Regions from separate parts of the Triticum aestivum genome. Here region 2 is linked to region 1. Evidence: chromatin contacts called from public Hi-C data. All regions are on one chromosome and are shown on one strand. The core of a region is the stretch at or near the end of the contact, and the rest is flanking DNA. Distances in the headings are between cores, read along the strand shown. Region 1 holds the start of LOC123149528 (stress response protein NST1). Region 2 holds the start of LOC123149543 (plant cysteine oxidase 2).

Evidence for each region. A called contact is a pair of places that touch in the nucleus more often than the background predicts.
Region 2: a Hi-C map of leaf shows a contact between it and region 1, with 4 times the contacts expected there. The contact joins the promoter of LOC123149543 here to the promoter of LOC123149528 in region 1. A contact is called at or near these places in 2 of 5 Hi-C or Micro-C datasets (both in leaf).

The regions. Positions count from the first base shown.
Region 1 is chr1B:688,631,933-688,638,708 of IWGSC CS RefSeq v2.1, forward strand. LOC123149528 (stress response protein NST1) reads right to left here and starts at 4,596. Exons shown (of 3, transcript XM_044569204.1): 1 at 4,377-4,596; 2 at 1-1,047. The coding sequence starts at 947. LOC123149534 (ATP-dependent Clp protease proteolytic subunit-related protein 1, chloroplastic) reads right to left here. Exons shown (of 9, transcript XM_044569217.1): 6 at 6,188-6,299; 7 at 6,032-6,093; 8 at 5,751-5,933; 9 at 5,321-5,650. The coding sequence ends at 5,549.
Region 2 is chr1B:689,077,650-689,084,192 of IWGSC CS RefSeq v2.1, forward strand. It overlaps LOC123149543 (plant cysteine oxidase 2), which reads right to left and starts at 3,305. Exons shown (of 5, transcript XM_044569229.1): 1 at 2,924-3,305; 2 at 1,921-2,039; 3 at 1,650-1,812; 4 at 1,323-1,529; 5 at 751-1,227. The coding sequence starts at 3,200. The coding sequence ends at 1,136.

The sequences.
Region 1 (6,776 bases), core at 3,346-5,845:
CACATCCTTTTATTCATGGGAGGATCCCTCATACTGTGATGAACTGCTTGATGCTCTTCGTCATGATCCTCATAATCAGAATCTGCATTGTGGTCATCTTCTTCAGCATCTCCACTTGCATCCCTCCTCGGATCATGCTCCTCTTTACATCTAAGAGCAACCTGTAGTGAGTGCTGAAGTGCAGGATCTTCGGGTAAATTCACACGGTTGTTGTTATGATAGGAACACATCATCTCATAGAATAAATGCTTAGAGTTCAATATCTTCCTTGCATCTTCTTTCATCTTATCAGACAGATTATTCATGCAATCAAGGAGTGCTGGATTATCCACAACATTGCAAGCAGTACCACGACCAAGGATATCCGTAAGCCTTTTGTATCTCTTGTTGAGGTCATTGAACTTATCCTCGCACTGCTGCGGTGACACGTTGCAGCCTCTTTCACCCATAACCTTTGATATTGCTTTCCATTTGCCCTTCTTCTGCATTACTGTAATGTTCCTCCTCCCGCCGCCCAAATCCGCCCCAGGATCCTCCCCCGTGTAAGACGCTGCGGTAATCAAAAGCTTAACCATTGAACCAGTCCACTTCATCCGATGCCATGCCGAGCCTTTTTTGCCCTTGCCACTCTGGGCATCAGTAGTATCCTCGGTCATATCATGCTCCTCGTCGTCACTGATGGAGTTCTTTATAAGATGGTTGTGCTGCTGCTGCTGCTGGTGGTGATCCTTTTTTCCATGTTCTACAAACTGAAATCCGGATCCGGGGTTATCATGCTCTGTAGCCCGGTTGATAGGCATTGTGAAACTCCCTGGCATCTGAGATTGGTTGAATAGATGTTTTCCTGAGCTTGGAGGATGCATTTGCATGGAGTTACCATGTACATTCAAACTACCATAAGGAGCTCCTTGCGTCGTGTTTCCAGGAGGTAGGTTACTGCGGTCCATTATCCCAAAATAATCACCCAGGCAGTTGTACTTCTTGTCAATACCATACAAAAGGTACAGGAGGTGCCACAGGTCTTCGCTTCAATATCACAATAGCGCCCTGCATAGTAATTTGGACAAATTATCAAAAGCCCTGCACATGCATATTTGCACATCTGTATACTTCTCAATGTTGCCACAACTAAATAGCTAACTGACTAGCTAACTATTGCAAGAAACAAATGAAAAGGCTGCCATGTTACGCATGCCAAGGCGCTAAGAACCTACAGAACAAAAAGGTTATACAATATCATAATATAAGACGGTAGGTTTAAAACATAACCATAACATGGTCGGTCATAAGCTGCTGCGGTGAATAGAGTTTGGGGCAGACAGCCTGTACGTCTGACGCATATTCAAATATGATACCGCATACAAAAAATTAGTGTTTTAGTCAATGGCTCAGGGTTCTGGTCCAAATCAGGCTGTCAATAAACACTCAAATTTATTCAGAAAAAAAAACTCAAATTCAGTTGATGCTCAGAGCGCAATTAAATAAAAGAGTACGGTTGGACCATTCACTTTTTCCTATGCAACAAAAACAGGACAACTGCTGTCCGTTGGCATTTTCAAGAGGTGGAGCCACACACGCACTGACAAATAAACCTTTCTTTGTATACATTCACGATTAACCACATCTGGATGATACCTTCACCGTGTCCTGAGAAGTGTGATATGCTAGTCTGAACCTACAAATGTGGCAGTCTGAACCTAAAGATCGTTTACAAACTTCCATATTAAATTTTATGTCTGCCATATTCATTATGTTCATAAGCAATGGTTATCTTGAGGTTTGATTAAATAAAGGGACACCCTGGGTTAAGGGAAAACCTAGACAGGGACCGAGTTCCAGCTGCAAACTGAGTCTGGTTGGGCCCCGTGGATAGATGGGAAGGAAAAAACTAATCAGAGATGGATTTAGGTGCCATCTGACGGTCTATAACACTGCAATCAGGATGCTAGAGGTGATTTCTCGAGAATTAAAGTGGAGGATCGAATGCAGCATCCAATTTGTAAATATACATATAAGGTATGAACTTCAGCGTGCAAGGTAAATCCCAGCAGTCCATTAAAAAGGGATTGGAAACAAGAAAAATGTAAACATTACAATAAAAACACAGCATTTGACATGATGCTTACAGCCAAAGTAATCATACAAATGTGTAACTAGATCTCCTCTAATTATGACACATAACTTAATCTGTTTGAAGTTTGGCTCATAAGCTATGGCATACACTTTCAACAGAAAAAAAATATGAAATCGCTGAAAGAAGAGAATAACCAAGAAAACTTATACTAGCTTAATTTTGAATTGCAATATATAGGAAAACTGATGTTGAGCAACAGGGCAATAGGTTTGGCTCAGCTAGCAAAACCAAATCAGACCGTAGCATAACCATAGTTGAAGACAAGGCCATCGTAGGTGGAACCGATATTTGCGATTTTTGATGAGTGGCCAAACTAATACTCCCTCCGTCCCAAAATAAGTGTCTTGAGCTTAGTACAAATTTGTACTAGAGCTAGTACAAAGTTGAGACACTTATTTTGGGACAGAGGAGTAGTTGCCATGTGCCACTGCTTCATGTGGAAAAACTCAAATTTTTAACTATGTATGCTGTTTTTCTTTTGCAAATTTGCAATTCATGGATTTCTAACTGGTATATTATAAATATTACGTGCTTCGTATTTGGCTAGAAATTTCCTTTCCATTCTCTTTACGAAATGGAATTGCATAAGTCCCAAGGTATATGCCAAAGCTTCTCTTAAATGACAAAAAGTGAGGATAGTCTCACCAGACAAATTCAATTCATACTCAAATCACAATTAAATCCACAGTATAGGTGGACAATTCCCTTTTTCCAATGCAACAAAAACAGGACAACTGTTATCTACTGGCATTTACACTCACTGACGTTAAACCTTTCTTGTATACATTCACCACATCTGGATGATAGGTTCACTGTGTCCTCAGAAGTACGATATGCTAGTCAGAACCTACAAATGTGGCAGTCTGCAGCTAAAGATTGTTTACAAACTTTCCATGTGAATTTTAACTTGTCTGGCATGTATGTTCGTAGGCAATGGTTATCTTGCAGTTTGATAAAAAAAAAAGGGGGACATCCTGGGTCAAACGGAAACTTAGACATGAGTGAGTTACACTGCTAATTGAGTCCGGTTGGGTCATGTGCATAGATGAGACGGACAAATAAACACAGATGGATTTAGGTGCCATCCAACGGTCTATATCATTGCAATAAAGGCTGCTAGACATGATTTCTTGATAATGAAATGTGGAGGCTCAATGGGGCTTCTGATTTGCAAATATACATACAAGATATTAACTTAAGCATGCAAGGTAAATCCCAGCAGTTCATCACAAAGGGATTGTAAAGTGGGGAGAATGCAAACATTACAATAAGAACACCGTATATGTCATGATGCTTACAACCAAAGTAATTATACAGATGTAGACGTAGCTACATCTCCTCTATTTATGACACATAATCTAGACTGTTCGAAGTTTTGGCTCATAAACTGTGGCATGCTCTTTCAACAGGAGAAGATGAAATTACTGAAAGAAGAGAAGAATTGCAATATATGGGAAAACTGCTGTTTGGCAACAGGGCAATAAGTTCGGTTAAGCCAGCAAAACTACATCAAACCGTAGTATAACCACAGTGGAAGGCAAACCCAGCTGAGGTGGAGCCAATGTTCAGGATATCGGTAACTTGTAGCTGCTCGGTCGGGTGGAGTAGGGTTTAATCGGCCAGTCAGCCTATTGACTGAATTTACATGCTTAGATTTCGGTTAGAATTTTCCATTCCGTTCTCTTTGCAAAATGGGTTTGCATAAGTCCCGTATATACCAAAACTTCTGATGAGTGCCAGAAGGTCGGGATAGTCTCACAAGACAAGGGTCCCAAACAAAAATAAAAGTGATTTGATCAAGGAGGATGTTGTTTCAATTACCTTGCAGGAGATTACTTATTCGTATCACTCTTTATTAAGCACTTACTAGAAGAATTTGAACCCCCCTCACTACCCTCCCCGAGAGGCATAAATCGCACACACCCCGGCTGTCGCGCCGTCAAGCCAGGCACCCTACCCTCACCGTGCATCAGGCCAGCCGGGCACAGCGGCTCCCCCCTTTACCACCGCCCCCGGCATAGCTCCCCCCAATTCCAGCACCCCTGTAAAACCCTAGACCTACACCCGCTCTACCGTGTGCATCCTGTACTCTCTACCGCATGTCTGCTACACCTTGTATCTACTCTACTCAGCGATGGACCTGCAGCTACAGGGACATACGTCTATAAATCAAACTGGCGGAAATCAATCATGGTCGCTGGGCCTGGGCGATGTGGCGCCACAGTACAGCTGCTGCTCTTACCGTCCACGGTGACGGCCGGCTCCCTCCTCCCGCTTCCGCCCCGAGGCCTGCTCGCCGCGGAAAGCTACCACGGCAGCGGAGCCTTCGCGCCTTCTCCCCGGTCGCCGACGGCCGGCGTCCTCGAGCGCGCGGCCGGCCACTCCGCGGCGGCGGCGCGGCGGTAGATCGGCTGCGGTGGATGGTGGTGAGGGAGGGTGGGGGGGAGAACTGCGGGCGGGCGGGCGGGGATCCCGGCGCCGGCGAGGGATTGGGGATCGGCGTTGGGGTGGGGAAGAGGAAGGAGAGTGGGGCCCCCGTGTGTTTTGTTTTCTCCGTTCGGGCTGCATGTGCGACGGAATATGCGCCCGAAGCTGCATTGTTAGGCTGGGCTTGGGCTGGACATGAAGATGCGGCCCGGTTCTGCGCGTCGAGCCGGCCGGGCCGGAGATGAGACGAGCCTTCTGTTTGGGCGGCTCAATCTAGCCTGCCAGCCTCCTCAAAATATCTCAAAAAGAAAAACCCCTCCTAAAAAAGCAATTTTCAACGTGAGTGTGAGCATGTTGCTTATATAGATGAGCTTTTTAATGAAGGGTGCGACATTTATAAAGCAATTTTATTAGGACATTCTTTTTTTTTTGCGAGGGTTATTAGGACATTCTTTTTTGAACTATAAAACATTATGAATGTAGATGATCGCTACTGCCATTGCCACAAGTTCTTCTCCCCGAAGTAAGCAATGCATACAAAATACATGGATAAATGTACTCATTTAATAAAAATTAAAACTATTTGTGTAACCATACTGTATACTTTTTCTAAAAAAGATGTATTTCAATCTTTCTGTAAGGGTGTGTTTGTAAGGACCTGTGATACTTAATGTATAGCCTCATGCCTTTCCGCAAAAGAAAAAAAGAACACTTTACCGGCAAAAAAAAACTAAATTGTAGTATACTGTAGTATTTCTGTAGATAAAAATGTGCAGGTTGACACAAGAAACCTCAAGTCTTATCACTTCTTCTACAAACAAGAGTTGGCAAAATTTTGGGGTTTCCACAAATAGAGAGGGTGCTGTATAGTGCGTGTGCAAAGTTCACATCGGGGTCGATCATCTATTCCAGACAACAGACAGGTATCTTCTAAGTCTACAACCAACAGGCAGGACAGTCGCCTGAGCATATCGTCCGCGTTCTAGTCTATCTTGGTGCGGTCGGGGTCGACCATCGCCCAGCTCCAGCCGGCGCGCGCTTCCCAGACTGCCGCATCTCCTGCGCCTTGGCCAGCTGCGCCGTCAGGTCCTGGTCCACGACGAAGTATCGGTCAGCGCAAAGTCCCCCGCCCCGCGGCATTACATAAATCATGCATGGATGGACAAGACAAGGGGCTAAAAGGCGGTACCTTCGGCTTGAACGAGCCGTCCAGCGAGTGCAGGATCGTGTCGGCGAGGCCGTAGTCGATGGCCTCCTGTGCGCGGAAGTACCTTGGGCCTCTCAGGAATTCTGCGAGCTCTTCCTTAGGTTTACCGACTCCCTGGGACACGAGCTCCAGGTAGTAGTCCGTGTTTGTCTCCAGCTCTTTTGCCTTGAGGACAAAATAAATACTCAGTGCAAAGCACGACCGTGTAACATGGTCCTGAGTTAGATGCAAACATAGTGAAAGGAAGAGTTGGGGGGTTTCACCTTAATCCACATATCAATGGCGGCTCCACCGGATTTGTGGACCTTGGGTAGGTGCAGTTTAGCTGCAGTTCAGAAATGCGCATCAAGAGATATTTAAGACTACCGTGTCAGAGTCATATATCCATGTCGCCCAGGAATCCAAGAAAAGGGACATACTTATCGAATTTGGTAACACTCCTCTTTTACCCTTCATCCCCAGGGAAAGAAGCATTGCAGCCTGGCCATACGCCATGCTAAGATTGATTGTGTAAACCTTGGCTTTGCTTCGCTGTAAAATCAAAAAAAGATATGATATGAGAGTCAGACTAAACTCTTTTTGTGTATGAATAAAGATCAATGCCAATAGTCATGTTGCTTTGAAGGAAATGGAATCCTTCATCCCATGTGATTTATCGGCGGAGTCTGTGAAGGTGTACCTGCAGTCTGAGAGGTAAAAACAACCAACTTCTGTAGGTCCAGTTTCATGGCTCACTAAACACTAATAAAGTTAATTCAAGACCCCTTAGGATGAAAGGTGCAGGCAAAAGCTTAAAAATAAAAATCGAAGTAAAGAGTAGCATCTCTGATAGCAGACACAACTCCAGCCAACTGAACTTTGCTTCAATTTTTGGGAAATATGAAGGAACACAATCAAATGTGCAAAATATTCAAACTGCTATAGACTAAAAACCCCAGGAGCTAAGAAGAATAGCATGCTGCAACGGCATACACATTTGTGCAAAAACTTCTGAACAGTCATGATATT
Region 2 (6,543 bases), core at 2,055-4,554, 440 kb after region 1:
CATCGTTTTGCAACAAGGCAATTGGGTTCCATGAGTCTTTATTCTATGTACGCAATAGGTAGGTACTAATAGGACTGGCTAGGGGTAAGATGACTGGAAATTTAATTTGAGCAGGTCGATCGGTTTTTAGCCGTCCGATGCGAAATGAGTGGCCAGATTGTTTTCTTCGACCTCCTGCCCTATAGAATGTTCACCTTCTTCCCTAAGACCACCCCACGCACCGACCTCCGTCGCCGCGGTGCTCCTAAACCAGCCTGGCCAACCCGCCCTCCCCTCAACCGGCACCCACCGACATCATTCCGCCACCTCCTACCCCCCCCCCCCCCCCCCCCCCCCCCGCACCACACACACACCCCATCACCGACGAGCCTGCCACCCTAAGATAGATCGTCGGCCATTGCTCCTTCCTTCCTTGCTTGCATCCGACGAGCCTGCTTCTCATTCCAATAATCTACTGATCCAAATTGTAAATTCAAACGACTTACTTATAGCTATTGTGTAGTACTAGTATATACTACCTCTGTCCCAAAGAGCTTGTCTTGGACCTATCTAGATACGGGTGAATGTAACGCTAAAACGTGTCTAGATACATCCGCATTTGGACAAATCTATTGCCAAGCAGTTCCACAAAGAGACAGGTAGTGGTGCCATCCCAGATGTTATGTAGTAGAGGTCAGACAGGCTGACCAAGGGTAGCGGAGTGGACACCATTTCTGTTCCCGCACTCCACATAAAGAAAGAAAGAAACAATGATGAAACAAATGATATTTCAACAGCGGTCTGGGCTGATTGGGTACATGCATGGTCACCATAAAAAACACTCGTGCTGCACCAACAGCACGGGTGCCTGTACAACAGGGTAACAAGAAAGAGCGACCATGCCCCCCGCACGCCAGAACCACAAGAAAATCGCAACACAAGACAAGATAACGACAGACAGACGACATGAGATAGTTTCAACCCCGACGAACACGGGTAAGGGTAAAAAAAGAGTTTGCTAGCCTGAGAGCTAGGTTGGACTGACTGACAACTGACAACTGCCTGCCTTTCGCAGGTTACAACTGTTATCTACACAAAGAAGCTAGACGGACGGAGCGCCCTTCAGACGACCGGTAACAATGGTCAATGCTTCTTCCTAGACGACGAAGTCCCGCGGCATCGTTACGCCCTTCATCCGGAAGTTGTTGGGGATCTCCTTCAGCCAGGAGTACCGCACGTCAGCCACACCTGAAACCAGAGGACGTTTTCGTCAGCGAGGAGAAGAGGTAAGCATTCACATGTTCTTCACAAACTGAATTCAAGGATGGGAAGAGAACACTCACCGGCTGTGTTTGCAAACGGGGACTCGCTGTAGTACGCGCAGTCCCTACCAGCAGCGCTGTTGTAAGGGGGTCCCATGACGTCGAGAACAGCGCAAGGGGTCAGCGCGGTGAAGCAGTGCAGGTTGCCTCCATTCTCCGGGTACAGAACGATGGTCTCCGCTGAGGCGTCAACAACATTGTTTGTGTTGATCTTTGCGAGACGAGCCCCTGGAGTGAGTGGTCAGGACAAGAAACATATCAGCAAATGATTTATTTGTCAGCGGCAGGAGCATTGCTAAAGAAAAAAGAAGTAAATAGAGGAACAGGGAATGAAACTAGGAAACTTACCGTCTGAGGTGGTGAGCGCAGTAGTGCCGGCCTCCGAGATGCTTCTGGCCCAGTCATACGACTTGAGGTGCATCGAGCCAAAGAGCATCTTGCTGAAGACCGTCATCCCGGGATGGTTGTGCAGGGGAATGACGGCATGCTTGGGCAAACAGAAGATACCAAACTGCACAGAGCACACAAAGCGTTCAGCAACAGTATATCGTAAGAGGCCCTTCTTTTTTTCAGGAAATAATCATTGTACATGAAATGTATGTAGAAGGCGTGAGCTTACCGAGAACTTGGGGCAGTCGTAGAAATGCAGATAGGTGACTGCAGGAGGCGCCCTCGAGTCGCTGCGCTTGAAGCACGTCATGCTTGTGTCTATGCCAACATCTTGCAGATTCAGATTATCTGAAACCAAACAACAGTGCAATGATCAGATGAGATGTACCTCATCATATTGATTGACAGGTCAGGTACGACATGATATTTGGATATACATATATAAAAATGCAGGTGCATGACTCCAGAAATTGCTTTTAAATAAAAGACATGGCTGGAGGTAGAAATACCAATCAGATTCAAAATTAAGAATAACAGAAAAGTTGCTACTCCCACCAATAGATGAATATTAGTTGATGATGAACAGAATCTAATAGTATCCGCATGCAGAGTGACACAAACTCATCATCAGACAATATGAATAAATACTGTAAACTCCAAACTCACTCGGACACTGCTGAAACAAGGTTCCTTAATGCCATGTTTCGAACCAAAGTATATGCAGAGCAATGCAAATTTATGGGACAGATGAGTAACATGCAAAATGGCAAGCACAGTTGCACTGACAATGGTAGCTACTGTCAAGTTCAGCAGGATACACTTATACAGCATTATTATTATTAATAATACTGGTAGAGCAGAGCAGTGGTGTTGCAGCAATGGCGTGGCGTGGCACGGGCACGGGCAGGCAGGCAGGCAGACATGCCGGCGCGTGCATGGCAAAAAAGAAATACCAGCGGGCTCGACCTCGTGGCATGCCAGAAAAGGAGCATGTATGTAGGAGTCACGGGCCGATAGGAGGCAGCCGCGACGTGGACAAGTCGCGGGACAGCGAATTCTACATCATTCTCCTGCGACTGCATCCTCCTAAATCCCGAGCACGGGAGACACGGATTGATGGGCGCCCATGCCATCCATGTCAAATTCACCTGGGACTCGAATCGAACTTGGGACAGCAACCTACCTACCATGCGTAATTGGGTACGGGAGAGGGATGGGGAGGGGATGCTCACTGAGGATTGCGGCGAGGCGGGCGACGGCGTCGGGCGGCGGGACGAAGCCGGGGGCGGAGCCGGCGAAGACCTCGCGGCTGGTGTCGAAGAGGCGCTGCATCGGCGTGGGCGGCGCCGGCACCGGCACCGGGACGGCGACCACGGGGGCCGCGTTGGCGTTGGCGTTGGCGTTGGCGTTGGCGGCGCCGGAGGACTTCTTGTTGCGGCGGCGGTTCCTGCGGGAGGAGGCGGTCTCCGCGCCTGCGGCCGCGCCGACGGGGTCCTGCGCCACCGGCATGGTGGTCGGGGGAGGAGGCGGATCTCGGCGGGTCGTCGGCGGCGAGGGCGAGGGCGAGGGCGGGGGGTGAGGTGGGGTCGAGTGTGGGGGTCGGGTCGGGGGGCGGGGCGGGGTATATATTGAGGAGGGAGTATCGGCGGGGCGTCCATCCTCTGCTCGTATGAAGACGAGGAATCCGCCCGGAGAGAAACCAAAACCGGGGGCGAGCGGGGGGAGACGAAGGAGACCTTGGCCAGGCGCTCATTCCTGTGGGCGACCCGCAATACTGCCACCGGTTTTCTTTATTTCTGCTTATTTACTCGCCAGATATTCGCCTTCTATCCCCAGCATTATTCGGTTTATATATATGTGCATATCTGGTTGTTTAATGTCGGACATTTGTACACTCGCTCGCTCTCGGCCGCTCGGGCGGGCGGCAGCGGCAGGCGGAAGCGGACCGCGTGGACGCGCGTGCCGGCCACGTGGGCGCCCCGGCATGCCACGCTGGAGCCACCCCGCCGCTTCTCTTCTTCTAGTCTAGACCCTGTTTTGAGCTTTGAGTTTTTCATTTTCTCTTTGAGGGGGATCTCTAAGTTTTCTTTTAATGGTTTTGAACCAACTTTCTTTACGGCCACGCTTAGCAAATCTAGCCCCTCAAACTCCTGTGGACACGCCGGGCGTGTTCACGGGCACTAACCGGACACGTCTCATATGTTTGCACCCACAGCCACGTCTCTCATTTCTAAAACCTCCAACCCATGCAACTTTATGTAGGATCACCATTTCAACGCCGACAAAAGGACCTTAATTCATCTGCGTACCATGCAAATCAGTACTGCAAACTACTTAAATAATAAGTAAAACATAGATAAAACGGGGAAGGGCAAAGGAAACCACCATATTCTCGCCGGCCCCTTTCCCATGCAGTTGTTGGCGCGGCTAAGAACCTCCTCCATGTACGCGCCGGCGTGCGGCGGCGCGTAGCCGTCGGAGTTGCAGGTGGAGCCATTCGTCAGTTCAAAGTCATCGAAGCATGTTTGGCCTAATAGCCTCCGGAACAAGCCGTCCAACTCTTTCGCATGCCGGGCCGGCTTCGCCTTGGCCGACACCTCCTTGTTTGCCTCGCGCTCCGACAGATCGATGGCGAGTCTGTGCGCCTTGGTATTGTTGCGATGGAGGTGCCGCACATCCATCTCTGCCATCTCCTCCACATTGTCGAGCTCTGCGTCGCGCAACAGGCTCGACATCCCATCGGAGCCGCCAGATTCGCCACCAAAGCCAGTGCTGCTACCGTCGCCAGTCATCGATTCAGATCGAGGAGGGATTGGGAGTGGAGTTGGCAAAGAGGAAAGTGCAGTAGACTGCGGATTAACTTCGGTTTAGGCTAGTATGTGGGGCGCTGGACAGCCCGACGTTTGAGGACGATCTAAGGCGCCCGGATGGGTCGGTTTTTTTTACAAGCCAATGACCGAGTTGTCCACCCAAACGTTTCGAGATGGTTTGAGATGCCCAGCTAAAGATGCTATCATGAGGCTCAACCAGCCAGATATGACGACGTGGTCCTAACAAAAGCTAGTCAGATAGGCAACGCGAAGATGGGAGTGGGCCAATGTTACCCATTGGACTTTGCTCTGGTAAAAAACACCAAGGCCAATGGGTCTTTGGGGTCTGCCTCGTGCTATGGATATTCGACTAAGGGAGTCGGGCACCGCTGACCCTTCTGAACAGGTGGGTCAGCCCAAATTTGGTTTCCTAAGGTTGTGGCAGCCATTTATAATAGCATATTGATACGTCTCTAACGTATATATAATTTTTAATTGTTCCATGCGATTATAGTATCACTTGGATGTTTTATATGCAATTTCAAGCAATTATATTATTTTTTGGGACTAACCTATTAACTTAGTGTCCAGTGCTAGTTGCTATTTTTGCCTATTTTTTGTTTTCAAGAATATCAGTACCAAACGAAATCCAACTGCTAAAAAACTTTTTGAAGATTTTTTTCTAGGCAAAAGAGACACTAGAAGCTTCGATAGGAAGTCAGAAGTCGAAAGGAGGTGGCCATGAACCACTAGGGCGTGCCCATCGTGGGCCCACCTTTGCTCCGTTTGACCTAATTCCGCCTTTTTAAATTCTCTAAAATCGGGAAACCAACAGAAACCATATTTCCGCCGCCGCAAGTTTCTGTTCTTGAGAGATCCCATCTAGGGCCTTTTCTGGCACTTTGCCGGAGGGGGATTCAACCATGGAGTGGCCCTACATCAACCTTGCTGCCCTTCTGATGATGTGTGAGTAGTTTACCACAGACCTACGGATCCATAGCTAGTAGCTAGATGGCTTATTCTCTCTCTTTGATTTTTAATACAATTTTCTCCTTAATGTTCTTGGATATCTATTCGATGTAATCACTTTTTGCGGTGTATTTGTTGGCATCTGATGAATTGTGAGTTTATGATCAGATTATGCATGAACATTATTTGAGTCTTCTTTGAACTCTTTTATGCATGATTATTATAGCTTCATATTTCTCTCCGATCTATGGATTTGGTTTGGCCAACTATATTGATTTTTCTTGCAATGGGAGTGGTGCTTTGTAATGGGTTCGATCTTGCGGTGTTCAATCCTAGTGACAGAAGGTGACATGGCACATATTGTATCATTGCTATTAAGGATAAAAAGATGAGGTTTATTCATATGTGACTTTACTTTGTCTACATCATTTCATCTTGCTTAAGGCATTACTCCATTTTTTATGAACTTAATACTCTAGATGCATGCTGGATAGCGGATGATGTGTGGAGTAATAGTAGTACATGTAGAATCATTTTGGTCCACTTGTCTCGGACGTGATGCCTATATACATGATCATTGCCTTAGATATCATCATGATTATTCGCTTTTCAATCAATTGCCCAACAATAATTTCTTTACCAACTATATGATATTTTCAAGAGAGAAGCCTTTAGTGAAAACTATGGCCCCCGGGTCTATTTTCATCATATATCAAAAACCAAAAATACCTTGTTGCATTTTTTCTTTACTTATTTTATTTTGTATTTTATTTATCCATCTACCTACACAAGATTTTATCCTTGCAATTAACCGCCAAGGGATTGATAACCCCTTGTTTGCGTTAGGTGCAAGTATTTGTCATTTTATGTGCAGGTGTTGTTAACGAGGTGTTCTCTTGGTTCTCCTAATGGATTGATAACCTTAGTTCTTAATTGAAAAAAATACTTGTCTCTATTGTACTGCATCATCCTCTCCTCTTCGGGGAAATCCCAACGCAGCTCACAAGTAGCACATATGCATTTGCGAGTATTGTTAGCCTTGTATTTATAGAATTATTTAAAGTATTGATCCA